Linked DNA regions of Pan troglodytes: region 2 is linked to region 1. Evidence: chromatin contacts called from public HiChIP or PLAC-seq data. All regions are on one chromosome and are shown on one strand. Each heading gives the region's core, a stretch centred on a gene start, on an enhancer-like site or on the middle of the called end of the contact. The rest is flanking DNA. Distances are from core to core; before and after follow the strand shown.

Region 1 (7,256 bases), core at 2,104-4,603:
CCCTAGGCCTGATGCTGCACACACAATGGGGCAATATAATGGCCCACAAGTATGGGCTTTGGAGATACATGGATCTAGACTCAGAGTTAGGAAACTCTACTAGTGACTAGCTACATGGCTTCAGCAATATTACATTCATTGAGCCACACTATCCTTGTGAGGAAAATAAGGAAATAATGATAATAACAATAGAATTTTTCAGAACTGATATACATATGTTACTTGACACATTGACTAACACATAACTAGGGCCCTCAAAATTGTAGGTGTGCATATACAAGGAACTCACAGTCAGGAAGAGAAGCTTTCCCTCTAAAGAGGGAATAAAGTTGCCCTTACATGTTGGTCTTTTGTTCACAAACCAGTACCCTCCATACCTGGGAAAAGGTGAACCTGTGTGTGGCTTGGCCAATTCCCCGTTCATTGCTCTTCAGGGCAAAAGAGTCCTTGGGTGCTTGTAGAACAAGGGTCTCCACATTCTCAATACGGACACAACCCTGAGAAGGGAGAAAATACAGTTGTCACAGAAGGCATTCCTGGGAATCTTTTGTACTGCATCATTTCACCTTAAATCCTCCCTTCTCAGACACTTACCTGATCTTCCTGTCGTTCCAACTCTGAAGGTAACAAGGGCCTAACCCTCAAGTATACTTTCACCTTCTCCATACTGTCCTCAGATGGAACCTGTGGGAGAATTCCAGCCCAGAACCACAGATTAATTTCAGCAGTTACCTCTGAGCAAATGGGCAAACAGTAGTTTCTAGGAACTATGATAACACTACCCCATTTCACCTCAAATGTCTCTGTGCAGCTACTCTTTGGTTCTACAATCATTCCAACCCACATGGACATTTTTACTACTTTGTCACCCTTCCCTGTCTCGTCATTATCCTGCAAATGTGGCTTGCCACACCGATGATCTGAGTTAGAATTTATTGACTGATATGAAAATTAGTATGTGATATTAAAGCAAAGCAGAGGCAAACACTTGAATTTGAGTCCCAATTCCATGACTTAGTAACTATGAGACCTTGAATTATGAGTTCTTGAAATTCTTGGCCTCAGTTTCCTCATCTGCAGAATGGGGTTAATAATAGCACCTATGTCATTCATTCAACAGATACTTAGAGGCCGGGTGCAGGGGCTCACGCCTGTAATCCCAGCACTTTGGGAGGCCAAAGAGGGTGGATCACCTGAGGTCAGGAGTTCCAGATCAGTCTGGCCAACACAGCAAAACCCCATCTCTACTAAAAATACAAAAATTAGCTGGGCTTGGTGGTGGGTGCCTGTAATTCCAGCTACTCAGGAGGCTGAGGCAGGGAGAACTGCTTGAACCAGGGAGGCGGAGGTTGCACTGAGCAGAGATTGTGCCACTGCACACCAGCCTGGGGGACAGAGCGAGACTCCATCTCGAAAACAAACAAAAAAACCCCAGATATTTAGAGTGTCTACTATGGCCTAGGAACTGAGAAGCTCTGATAGTCCATAGTGAGAGACATCATCAAGGACCATGCTCTCATGGAACTTCATAAGTCTCTAAGAGAAACTCTATAAGAGCACAAAATGTGACAATGTATGTTAATGTTTAGCATAGGACCTAGTACAGTGTTTCTCAACCAGGGTCATTTCCACTCCAAGGGCCATTTAGCAATGCCTGAAGTGCCTGAAGACATTTTTTGATTGTCACAAATGGGAAGGCACTACTGACATCTAGTGGGTAAATGCCAAGAATGCTATTAAACATCTTGAAATGTACAGGACAGATCCCTACAAGAACTGTCTAGCCCCAAATGTCAATAATGCTGTAACTGAGAAACCCTGGCCTAGCAGGAAACCTACAACAAATTGAAGCTATGGTGATACTATTAAAACCTGAACATACATTCCACTTACATAATGCCTATATGACCTTGTGCAAATTATTTAGCACAACTGGGCCTCAAGGCAAAGAGAGATAACTATTATTCCCTGAAAGATTAACTAAGAGCATGCATTTGAGGGTATTTCATTAATGCAATGCAAATTATAGTTCTTCTGGACACACAACTCAATTTTTTTTTTTACTTGTCATGCCCTTAATTTTTTTTTCTTTTCATAGCCATTTTGTCCTAAATGCCCTTAATTTTGAATTGATCTCAGACCTTTAGGATTGCTAGTCTTTGACCTCATACTACCCTGTATGGACAATTATTGGCCTGAGGATATCACTTTCCGCCCCAGCCACTCCCCAGTTCCTTTACCTGCTGCTTGTCCTCTAGGGAGGTAGAGACGACAGAGCAGTCTGATAGCAGGTTCTTGCGTACCACAGACCCCAAATCTGCAGCTGTGGACTCAAACATGGGAGAAACTACGACATCGTCATCGGACAGCAAGCCCGCTGGCGGAGAAAGGATCCCTTGCGACATGACGGCAGGGGCAGCCTAGGTCTAAAAAGAGACCAAAAAGTGGGCAGGGAGAAGAACCTTTAGGGACAGAAGGGGCCGCGAATTTTAGGTAATAAGTCCCTTGCCCCAGGACACCGTGTCCCGCTTCCTACTTCTTTTCCCCTCCAATTATCGGCAAAGGGGAAGGGAATGAGAGAAGTTCACTTAATGAACAATTGAGAGAAGTTTGAGGCGGCATTTCTGAACGCGAACAGAAGTCCACAGAAATCTGGCTCCAAAAGCAGAAGGCTACGCCTAAAGTAGGGCACCTCGCCCGCCGGTGCTGTGGAGGTGGTGTCAGGATCCCTCGGCTCCTTCTCTAACCTCACCCCAAGGACCACCGTGAGAACACAGATGCAGCATTAAGAGAAAAACAGATGGCTGCAGCTCCGATTTCTTAAAGCCTATTCCGCGCGGGCAAGAGCTGGTAACCCGGGCTCCAGCACAGCCGCACACTCACCCGAAGACGTGCCACTTGCTCCTCCTGGGATACTGGCTCACTCACACCTAGTCGCCGAAGCTGGACTTTCGCAGCCGCAGAGCACAACTCCGCCCACGAGGTGCAGCTTTGTTACAGATACAATATTTTAAATTACGCGCTGCGTTCGTTCGGCCAATCAGATAGGGAAGCCTGCAGCTACCAATCCGCGTAAGGAAAAGGGGCGGGCCTGACTGGAATTCCAGTCGTTCGCTTCCGCTTGACCGCTCAGATCTAATGTGGGTCCGGGTTACCAACTGTCGTGGATTCGCAGTTATTTTGCCTGGGATTCTTCCAACTTAACGTTTTTCCTTGAACCTTAGACATTTCTTACCTAAGAGCCTAAAGGAAATCTTGAGTCTTCAGCCGCCAACTCCTGTCCTTCCTTAGCAACAATCTTAACAGGAGTGCACAGGATAACTGGTTTAGGGTGCTTGCTTTGTCTTAAGGGGAAAAACGACATTTCCCAGGAGGCACCGCGAACCAACGCCGGTACACTATTTCCCAGAATTCCAGGGTTTCGGCCCTACCAGACCGTCTCTCCTCAGGGTTGGAGACTTCGGGGCCAAGATGGCGACGGGAACGGGCAGTGAGTATCTGAGCAGGTTTTGCCTGAAAGGCCTTTGTAGATCCGAGGCTAGGCACCATATTTTTGTTACACGCTTAGGGAGTGGGAGAAGTGGGTTGCTTGAGAGCCCAGGGTTTTCAGAGACCTGCGCTCTACAGCATCGTGAAGACCAACGTTTGGGGGCCCAGAAATCTGGGGTCTTGTTTCTCAGGGAGGGAGCGGAGGTGTGAGAGAAGCAGCTTAGTGAATCCTAGTGTGTTAGGAGCTCTGCGGGTTAACCGTAAAAGCACTCTAGAAACTTGGGCGTGCAGACGAAAAGATGTTATGAGCCAGACGGAGTAACCGGCAGCTCAAAGCCATTCATTTTTTTGTCTGACGTTTGTGAGGCAGTGGAAGTGGGGTCTTTTAACCATGAGCTTTTCTTGCCACTCAGGAAATTGCATCTCGGGGATTTCAGCCATTTTTCTTTTTTTGGACTGAAAAGCTCTTTTACGCCCGACATTTGGAATAGAGGATCTGAGAGAAGTAAACAAGTTTATGCTAAGAGGGAGGCGGGGTAGTAGGAGGGGCTGGCCGCTCGGGTTCCTGGGAAATAAGCCCTGAATAAGTTTAAACTGGAATAAAGTCCAGTATTCTTAAAACTGAGCTTTTAGGGAGAACTGCCTAATCTGACATTCCCTGTTTCTTAATAAAGCGGAGCTTCAAGCCATGGCGTTTTAAGAAATAAAATGTTAATAATTCACATGCAACGAATAGGTACCCCGGTCACTGGTGATATTTCACTTGGAGAGGTGAAAATCAAGATTTGGTTATAGTAGCTCACTTTGTCCTAACAAGTTGGGATGTTTTGTATTAGGCTTTTAGTCCTCTTTTTGGGGATTTTGGAGCTTAGCACTACAGTCTCAGTGGTTGTTTCCAAGGCTTTTTTTTTTTTTCTCCCTTTCCCAGAACACAAGCTGCTAAGCACTGGCCCCACAGAGCCATGGTCCATCCGAGAGAAGCTATGTTTAGCATCTTCTGTCATGAGAAGTGGAGATCAAAATTGGTAAGGTATCTAGGATGTCAGCTTTTCTGGGTCTTAGAAATTGTTAGATACTCTTGCACATTGGTAGATTTCTATAGTTAATCATATTAAGCTGTAAGTAGACTTTCTTTTCTTTTTCTTCTTTTTTTGAGACTGAGTCTCCTTCTGTTGCCCAGGCTGGAGTGCAGTGGTGCGGACATGCCCAGCTAATTTTTGTATTTTTTAGTAGAGACAGAGTTTCGCCATGTTGGCCAGGCTGGTCTCGAACTCCTGACCTCAGGTGATCCGCCCACCTCGGCCTGCCAGAGTGCTGGGATTACAGGTGTGAGCCACTGCGCCTGGCCATGCCTGGCTAATTTTGTATTTTTAGTAGAGACGGGATTTCACCATGTTGGCCACGATGGTCTCAATCTCCTGACCTCATGATCTGTCCTCCTGGGCCTCCCAAAGTGCTGGGATTACAGGCGTGAGCCACTGCGCCAGGCCTTTTTTTTTTTTTTTTTTTTTTGAGACAAGATTGCACTCTGTGGCCCAGGCTGGAGGGCAGTGGTGTGATCTTGGCTCACTGCAACCTCCATATCTCAGGCTCAAATGATCCTCCACCTCAGCCTCTTGAGTAGCTGGGACTACAGGTGCACACCACCATGCCCAGCTAATTTTTTTTTTTTTTTTTGTAGAGATGGGGGTTTCATCATGTTTCCTAGGCTGGTCTCGAACTCCTGCGTTCGAGCGATCCGCCCAACCTACTGGGATTACAGGTGTGAGCCACCAGGCCAGCTGTATTTCTTTTTTTAAACAGCTTTATTGAGATATAATTCACATACTATAAAATTAACCTACTTAAAATGTACAATATAATGGTTTTTAGTATATTCACAGTTGTGCAACCATCACCACAATCTAATTTTAGAACATTTTATTCTAAGAAAAACCCCTTACTCCTTAACTGTCAGTCCATGTTGTCCCCTCCTCACCACCCCCAAGCAAGCACTCATCTACTTTCTATTAATTAATTAATTAATTTGAGACAGAGTCTCACTGTCACACAGGCTGGAGTGTAGTAGTGAGATCTTGGCTCACTGCAACCTCCGCCTTCCAGGTTCAAGCGATTATCGTGCCTTAGCCTCCCAAGCAGCTGGGATTACAGCCATGCGCCACCACGAGTGGCCTGGCTAATTTTTGTATTTTTAGTAGAGATGAGGTTTTGTCCAGGCTGGTCTTGAAGTAATGCACCAGTCCTGGCCTCCAAAAGTGCTGGGATTACAAGTGTGAGCCACCATACCCAGCCAACTCTCTTGTCTCTGTAGATTTGCCTATTCTGGATATTTCATACAAATGGAATGATACGTGCTCTTCTGGACTTTTTTTTTTTTTTTTAATCACTTGACATAACACTTTTTAAGGTTCATTCTTATGTAGCATGTATCAATACTTAATTCCTTTTTTAGCTGAATAATAATCTGTTGTATGAATATACCAAGTTTTGTTTATCCATCACTTGATAGACAATTGGGTTGTTTCCACTTTTTGGCCATTATGAATAATGCTGATGATGTGCACATTCATGTACAAGGTTGTGGACAATGTTTTTAATTCTCTTGAGTTTTTTATTCAAGGAGTGAAATTGCTGGGTTATGTAGTAACTTTATTATGTTTGACTTTTTTTTTTTTTTTTGCAGACAGGGTCTCACTGTCACCCAGGCTGGAGTGCAGTAGTGCGATCGTGGTTCACTGCAACCTCTGCCTCCTGGGCTCAAGTGATCCTCCGGCCTCAGCCTCCTGAGTAGCTGGGACTACAGGCACATGCCATCACCCCTGGCTAATTTTTGTATTTTTTGGTAGGGATGGGGTTTTGCCATGTTGCCCAGGCTGAACTTTTTTTTTTTTAAATTTAAATATTTATGTTTTTGTAGAGACGAGGTCCCACTATGTTCCCCAGGCTGGTCTCCAACTCTTGGCCTCAAGTGATCCTCCCAGTTTAGCATCCTGAGTAGTTGGGAATACAGACCCTTGCCACCATGCTTGACTAATTTTTTGTGTTTTTTTGTCACTTGTTGCCCAGGCTGGCTTGAACTCCTGGGCTCAAGTGATCCTCCCACCTTAGCCTCCTAAAGTGCTAGGATTATAGGCGTGAGCCATCACTCCCAGCCTAGAACTATCATCATTTTACCTTTCTCGGTATCAGCCCCTCACCCCCTTTCTTTTGAATCATCCATTATGAATTTAACTCTCTTGCCACATTTATAAACAATTCAGTACTTTGCTGATGGTCATGCTTCCTAGCATTTTGTTTGTTTGTTTTTTAAATCTAATTTTTGAAATAATATGTGGCCACCATAAAAACAAAAACACTATATAGAAAGAGCAATAGCAACAAAGAAATGGGTTAAAAACTTGAGTTTAAGGCCGGGCGTGGTGGCTCACGCCTGTAATCCCAGCACTTTGGGAGGCCGAGGTGGGCGGATCACAAGGTCAGGAGATTGAGACCATCCTGGCTAACACGGTGAAACCCCGTCTCTACTAAAAATACAAAAATCAGGTGTGGCGGCGTGCGCCTGTAGTCCCAGCTACTCAGGAGGCTGAGGCAGGAGAATGGTGTGAACCCAGGAGGCGGAGCTTGCAGTGAGTTGAGATCGTGCCACTGCACTCCAGCCTGGGCAACAGAGCAAGACGCCGTCTCAAAAAAAAAAAACAAAACTTGAGTTTATTTTTTGTCACACATACAGGAAGTCTAGGCAGTCCACAGCTCTCATAGCAACTTCA
Region 2 (7,256 bases), core at 2,002-4,501, 260 kb before region 1:
GTTCCTGCTGTGAGTATACAGATGATTAAGACATATTCCCTGTCCTCAAAGTGCTCATACATACGTAGTCTAGTACAGCCTGGAAAATGCCTTGGAAATGCAAGTATCCAGCATTTATAGGAGTGAATCATATGCCTATTTTACAAATAAGGAAACTGAGGCCTCGAGAGCTGTGACCTGCCTAAGGTCCCAGGCAGCATGGCAGAAGCGGGTTTCCTGAATTCCACTGAGGGGCTCTGGCTGCCGCCAGAAAGAAACATGGGGATTATGTTTGTTCTTACTCCTTGTTTTTTTTTGTTTTTTTTTGAGACGGAGTCTCACTCTGTTGCCCAGGCTGGAGTGCAATGGCGCGATCTCGGCTCACTGCAACCTCTACCTCCTGGGTTCAAGCAATTCTCTTGCCTCAGCCTCCCTAGTAGCTGGGATTACAGGGGCGCCACCATGCCCAGCTATTTTTTTTTTTGTATTTTTAGTGGAGACGGGGTTTCACCATGTTGGCCAGGCTGGTCTCAAACTCCTGACCTCAAACGATCCACCCACTTAGACCTCCCAAAGTGCTGGGATTACAGGTGTGAGCCCCCTTGCCTGGCACTACTATGTCTGTTCTTCTGCAGGTCAAGTTAGGCATGAGAGGGGAGATATCAAGGACCCCACGAAATTGTCAGGAATGGGAGGAGCTTCACCCCCAGGCCCAGTCTTTTGTTTGGCTGGCTGGGTAGAGAAAGGCAGAGGCCCTGGGCCCTGAGATGCAGGAGGGGACGCTGGACCTCACCAGGAGAGCACTATATCCGTGAGCGTCTCGGCCGTGGTGAAGAAGGCAAAGACGATCCAGTACATCATCCATTTCACCTGAGGGACAGAGGGAAGTGCTGGCTGGGGCACGGGGCTGAGGGGCCAGGGACACCCAGGACCCCAACTCTGCCTGTCGAACATGCCTGGGCTGGGGAGAACACCAAGGACCCCACTTCTGCCTGCCAGCCATGTTGGAGGTGCTGTGTGGGACACCCAGGGCCCTCCTTTGCTGGTGGGTCTTGTTAGTGGCTGACAGTGTTGGTGCAAAGTCACCCCCATCTGTAATAGGACCCAGTGCCCTCCCCTCTCTGTGCCATGTGGGTTGGGTAGGGGGTGAAGGGTCATCCACTCACATATTCCTTCACGTTTTTTGTCTTCACGGCCTTGTAGGAAGAATAGGCTGGGTACAGGGTGCCAAAGATGAGCCTAGGGAGGCAGGCATGGTTACTGGGCCTCTCAGCCAAGGGCAGTGGCCTCTCCCTCCCAGCTCCGCATCAGCCCCTGGGTAAGTAATGGGAAGAGAGACAGAACTCCCCGCTGGACTGATGAACTCAGGTCAGGGGTTAAGGTCAAAGCAGCATGGAACATGCCCAGCCAGGTAGGGTGATGCCCCCTCCCCGCTCCACTGTTCAGTTTTTCTCTAGCCCCGGAGGCAGGGAAAGGCCCAGAGGCCAGAGGGTCCAATGTAGTCCCTTGCGCCATGATCCTTGGTTACACACAAATATGTCATGGAGACTGGGAGTCAGGTCACTGCCACAGGGTGTCTTCCTTCTTGACCTCATGCCCATTCACACCCATCTGCCCTTACCCTCCACCTCCCTGTCTCAGAGCCAGGCTCTGCGAGGGAACCTGACACCACCTAACAGGGCACCCTACCTGGCAGGCAGAGGTACCACTGTGGCCCTGGGGCCCTAGGGAACAGAGGGCACAGGGGCAGGAGGCCCTGAGAGAGGCAAAGAGGCTTATTCCCCCATGTAAAAACCACAGGGACAGGGCTCAGGGGAGGGCCCCGCTGGTGATCCAAGTACAGAATGCAGACAAGACACAGGCCGGGAAAGAAGAGGACCGATGCCCTTAGGGGCTTGCCCAGGCAAGAGAGAAGCAGCCACCCTGAAGGCCACATGGAGGCGTGAGGCCCCTCCATTCCCCCTGGGGTGGGTGGGGGAAGAGAAGGAGTCTAGAGTAAACCAGGACAGAAGCACTTGGCCGGCCCGGCTGCACCGAATGGGAAGAAGGGAGCAGGGTGGGGCTGCCGGTGTCAGTCCCCAACGGTGGAGGCCGAGGGGCAGTGTCCTCATTAGGGCAGGGGATAGCTCCGAGAACCACGAGGAGCCCCTGTCAGGCTCAGCCCCTTGACAATGTGTGGCTGTCGCCTGTTTCCACATGGACAGGCGGGATACTTCCAAACCGGCTGGTGCAAGTGGAGTGCGGAGCAGAATCCTCAAGGACAAAGTCTGGGGTCGTGGGGAATGGTGTGTGTTCCCTCCTGGGGCCCGGGGAGGTGCCAGAGACACAGCTCCACAGTGTGGCTGGCAGCCTGGAATGAAGGCCACCGAGCGTCCTCCCCCAGCGGGGTCCACAATCCCAGGCTGAGCACACACATCCCCTCTCCCAGTTACCTCTCACACTTTGTCCTCCGAGCATTTCTGCTTCCCGATACCCAGACTTCCTCCCTAGGGGGCCTAAGGGCATGTGCCCTCGTCCCCAGTCTCCTGACAGTGAGTGGAAGGGAGAGACCAAGGGGCCTGGTGATGGCTCTGAGCTGCGGAATGATGATGAGGCCCTGCCTTGCTCCACTCTCTTCCATCACCCTGTTACCTCCCCCAGAGGGACAGGGCCCGGTCCGAGGATCTCCTCCAGCCCAGACCTGCTAGGTGGGGGAGGGGACGCGCCTGCCTCCCCTTTTAAATCAAGCCGTGCTGCTCAGCCTCTAGGATGGGCGCAGGAGCAAGGACGGTAGAAATAAAAGAGGTTATTAATAAAGAATGTGGGTGAGGTCCCTGGGAAGCCAGGCCTGCCACGCTCCCCTAATATTCCCCCCTCCAGTCCTGGGTGCCACATCTCCATGTCTCTGGGGGCCCCAAATAAGGACGCAGCGCCTTTAGGTGACTCTGCTGCACGAAGCTTCGGAGAAGTCCACCCGGGCTTTAACACCCCCGCCCTCCATCACAGCCCACATCACCCCCCGCCGCCGCCGCACTCACACCACCAGGCGAGAGATGATCCAGGACACCATGGCGGGGCCGGGCGCGGCGCGGGGCGGGGACCCGGCCCGGCCGAGGATGCAGCTGCCTGAGGCCGAGCGGCGGCGGCGGCGGCGGCAGCAGGAGCCGCAGTAGCAGCAGCAGCCGCTGCAGCAGCCGCCGCGGGGGCAGCGGAGCGCCCAGCGCCGCCGTTAAAGGGGAGGTCCCTGCCGCAGCGGCGGGCCGTGGGCGGTGGCGGCTCTTAAAGGGGAGGCCGGGAGGCCGCGGCGGCGGCGGCGGCACGCCCCCGCCCCGGCACCTGCTGTGGCCGGGCATGCGCCTCCGACCCTCAGTGCCCTGCCTTCCTCGAATCGCTTGTTCATCTTTCTTGGGTTTCAAGCCCTAGGCTGTTGTCGTGGAGGTCTCCATGGTTACATCCTGACATCGACCCCTGCCCACCTCCTGCCCTGCCCACATCAGGCGCTTACTGTGTGCCAGCCCCTGTGCTAAGAGCTTCACTGCGTTGCCAGTGAATCCTCTTGACCACCCTATAAGGCAGGCGCTATAAATGCCCTCATTTTGAAGATAAGGGAATGAGAAGCTTAAGGCTCAATAATCTGTTGAGAGTCACAAAGCCACCAAGTCATGCTGCTAAGATGACCCCAGGAAGCCTACTTTAAATAGGTTACATCCCCCAACTGCTGACTAGCAAACTCTCATCACAGGCCCTGAAGACATCCACCTGAGCTCCTGAGTCACAGGTACAGCCGCACCTGTCCACCCCACTCCTTCTCACCCCGTTGAAAGAGGATCTCCCCTGACCAGATGATGTTTTGTTTTTTTGAGACAGGTCCTCACTCTGTCGCTCAGGCTGGAGTGCAGTGGCACAATCTCAGCACACCTCCTGGGCTTGAATGATCCTCCCGCCTCAGCCTCCCGAGTAGCTGGGACTAGAGGCCCAAAACACCACCAGCTAATTCCTGTATTTTTTTTTTTTTTTTTTTTGCCAAGATGGGGTTTTGCAATATTGCCCAGGCTGATCTCAAACTCCTGAGCTCAAGCGATCCACCCGCCTCAGCCTCCCAAAGTGCTGGGATCACTGGTGTGAGCCACTGGGCTGCTGGTCTGCTTTTTTAGGTTGTCAGCTCCTAAGCTTTGCAGCGGAACAGAGCTTTATGCTCTCAATGTGATTACTGACAACAAAGGGTCAACCTTCTTTTCAAACAGGGGGGCTGCGAGAGGGTCCTGGGGCTCCAGCTGCACCCCCATCAGCAAGCACTAGTGGCAGTGAATGTCCTGATTCTAAAGACATTTATATCCAGAATGTAGGCTAGCCTGCCTCCTGATCTTCAGGAAAGCAACCAACCTCCAACCATCCACCAACACCCCCAGCCCTATTGCTCTCCTTTCCTGTCCCATTTTAAAGCTTCTGCATTCCTCTACCCTTTATGTTGAGGTGTAATCCTTCGGGTGACCACAGCATCAACCTGTGCCCATCTGGGCTGAAAGGACACATTCAGAACTGTGTATTTCAAAGAATCATGGTCTTATTCAAGCTCAGTATCCCTGAACCACACAATGGTCTATTTCTAACCTGGTAAATTATATTTCCAGGTTCAAACACTTTGGAAGATGTTTCCCAAAACGTTCCAGAAAAGCAGCCTCTGATAACCCCTCTTGCTATTCTTTACAACTTCCTCTCCAGAAAGCATCTCCTAATTGGAATGCAGTCTGTTATCATCCCACAATGAAACACTTTAATTACTGCTTGATAAATCCCACGAGTGTCTCCCACCATCTCTAAGGTGGATCTATGGCCACACGTTTCATGTAGGCAGCCAGGCCGCCTGCTTAAGAATCCCACCACAGACTGTCCAACTTTGCTGAGGCCACACACCATGACCCTTCCCCCTAGACTCTGCCACAGGAAGGGAGGACCCCAACTTTCCCACTCCATTCACAAAGCATAAAGTATGGGGAAACATGTCTCTCTTTCTACCCTCTAATTCATGTGGCCCCTTCCCCTTACCCCCAATTCCCCAAACCATACTGACCTCACCCTGGCACTTTCCTTTCTCCTAACATGGCACAGTCTCAACAAGCAAAGAAAAATATCTGGGTGTAGCACAGTCATGAAGACCTGGAAATGAATCCCCCACCTCCAACCCAACTCCCAATCTGATGTTGATTTTAGAAGGGTTGGTACACAAATAATTTAGTCCACTCCAAACAGATTTGTTAGATTTTTAATAAGAACATGGAAATCCCAATCAGCCCTTCAACAAAATTAAAATACAGAAAGTGAAATTAAAAGTATTCTACATTAAATGACTTTTATTTAAAAAAAAAAAAAGTAACTGTGAACATATAAACAGCCTGCAGGGCACTACAGTACAGCTGGAGAGAGATACATTTTCCAATGTACCTATGGGCCAATGAATCCCACCATTTTCAAATAAATCCTTAATCAGACTCCACTCAGTTGGAAAGTTTTGCTGAAAATATTTCTGGATAAAAAACAAAAAACCTCATGTTGGAAATCAACTGTCCTTCCCATTTGGAAACGTTAAGAGGAGTCCCCAGGGAACACTGGTAATAAGTGAAAATGGTTCCTGGAGTCACCAGTGTTGTACACACACATGGGGAACACACCACAGCTTAGACGTGACAAAGTTCCTTCTCATATGACTGTTCCCTCAAGGTAAGACTAAGATGGGAGGGGGAGAAAAAGAATCCTAAAAAAGCCAATTTTAAAAAATTCTGCTTTGGCTGATTTTGTGCTATAATGGGTAGCTGATTTCTAAAAATCATATTTCTTCAAAGAGTTTTATATCGAAAGGAAGACTAAATGTAATGTGCCTTTCCTTATAATCCAGGAAAACAACTGTGGTATTTCAAAAATTCTAAAAATATCTACTTTCATGAAATAGTAACTATTTCACTACAAACCTATTTTTCACTAAATACACACATTTCCTAATCCTGGAGCCTCCTGGGAAAAGCAGTGGGTTCTCCCTGGGTCTTGCAAGACTCCAGTGTTCACAGGAGAGTGTGGGGAATGGCTTCACCCCGTCTCCTGGGATGGGCTTTGTCAGAGGTCACGTGCAGAGACGCTATCAGACTTCCACCAGGCATGTTTAAGCAATTACCCCATACTTGTACCAGTTATGTGATTTCCCCTATCTCCAAACACATTCCCACTTAACTAGGCACAAGAGGAAAAGAAAAGAAAGGTGTGCCCGTGAATCTCAAATCAGGAGAATGTGCAGGAAAGCCCCGCCATGTTCAGGCAATTTGGATTTCCAAAAGGCCACAGGATAGGGATGTGGCACTCTTGGCTTGGAGTCTCAAACTGTGTGTGTGAACAGTACGACTTTCCTGTGTCAACCTTCAGTGTTGAGGCAGCGTAGAAGAGAGTGGCTGGAGAGTTTGGAATACTGACCACACTGGCTCTGGGTGAAGGGCCTCTGCTCCAGCAAAGAGCCCTGCCGTTCCCTGTTAAGTGTTGTGAGTGAAAGACCTGCTTCACAGGGGAGCTTGGAGTTTCTCCATGCCTAGGACCTTGCCAGTTTGGATTCATGAGCCTTGAGGGTGCCAACCGCATCTTTCACTGCATGGTAAATGATGTTCTTCACCTAGAGAAGGTGTACAGCAAAGTCAGTTCACAGCAGCCCCATGCAAATGTACGTTCTACCTTGACTGTAAGCCTACTGGTTTAGTGGGGAAACTCCCAAAAAGGACTGTGCGTTCCTGTATCAATCCCCACAGTCATTTACAAATGACATAGGGCATGAGGTGTGTACTCAAAAAAGAATAATGAAGTTATGTGAAAGGCTATCTGATCACCATCATTTATGTGCTTACTATGTCCTGGGCAGGCGCTGCTGCTGAGCTCTTTATGTGGACCTTTGCTTAATCCTTGACAGAATCCTATGAGGTAGGTTCTATTATTATCATGCCCAATTTACAGAGGAGAAACTGCGGAAACTAAGGCCACAGTGAACACCTGGAGAACTTTGCTTCCTTATATGGTTAAGAGGCTTCCTTAAGGTTCTACAGCTAATAAGGATGCATTAAAACAAGAGGAGAAAGCAGGATTATGGCCTATTTTTTCCCTTCGTGCTTATATGTTTTCTGATTTGGATATATTACCTGTGAAATTGGAACACACAATAAAAGTTATTGAAAAAAGTGAACAGGCATATTAAAGTGAAGAGAATAAAGACAGCTTTCTTTTAAAGGGCTGACAAGAAAACTGAGGTTATTTCTGGGGAGGAGAAG

The links. HiChIP or PLAC-seq counts read pairs in DNA pulled down with a chosen protein or histone mark.
Region 2: a contact with region 1 is called in an H3K4me3 HiChIP or PLAC-seq map of stem cell-derived excitatory neurons, with 4 times the contacts expected there. The contact joins the promoter of REEP2 here to the promoter of BRD8 in region 1. A contact is called at or near these places in 2 of 7 Hi-C or Micro-C datasets (both in induced pluripotent stem cells) and 1 of 1 datasets of contacts at active chromatin or transcription factors (stem cell-derived excitatory neurons).

What each region holds. Positions count from the first base shown.
Region 1 is chr4:135,902,299-135,909,554 of NHGRI_mPanTro3-v2.0_pri, reverse strand. It overlaps BRD8 (bromodomain containing 8), which reads left to right and starts at 3,353. Exons shown (of 27, transcript XM_063810726.1): 1 at 3,353-3,490; 2 at 4,418-4,514. KIF20A (kinesin family member 20A) reads right to left here and starts at 3,407. Exons shown (of 19, transcript XM_001170694.7): 1 at 2,884-3,407; 2 at 2,241-2,426; 3 at 595-684; 4 at 378-497. The coding sequence starts at 2,405.
Region 2 is chr4:136,164,122-136,171,377 of NHGRI_mPanTro3-v2.0_pri, reverse strand. REEP2 (receptor accessory protein 2) reads right to left here and starts at 3,251. Exons shown (of 8, transcript XM_001171261.6): 1 at 2,997-3,251; 2 at 1,146-1,218; 3 at 773-849. The coding sequence starts at 3,028. KDM3B (lysine demethylase 3B) reads right to left here. Exons shown (of 24, transcript XM_517956.7): 24 at 5,206-6,610. The coding sequence ends at 6,530.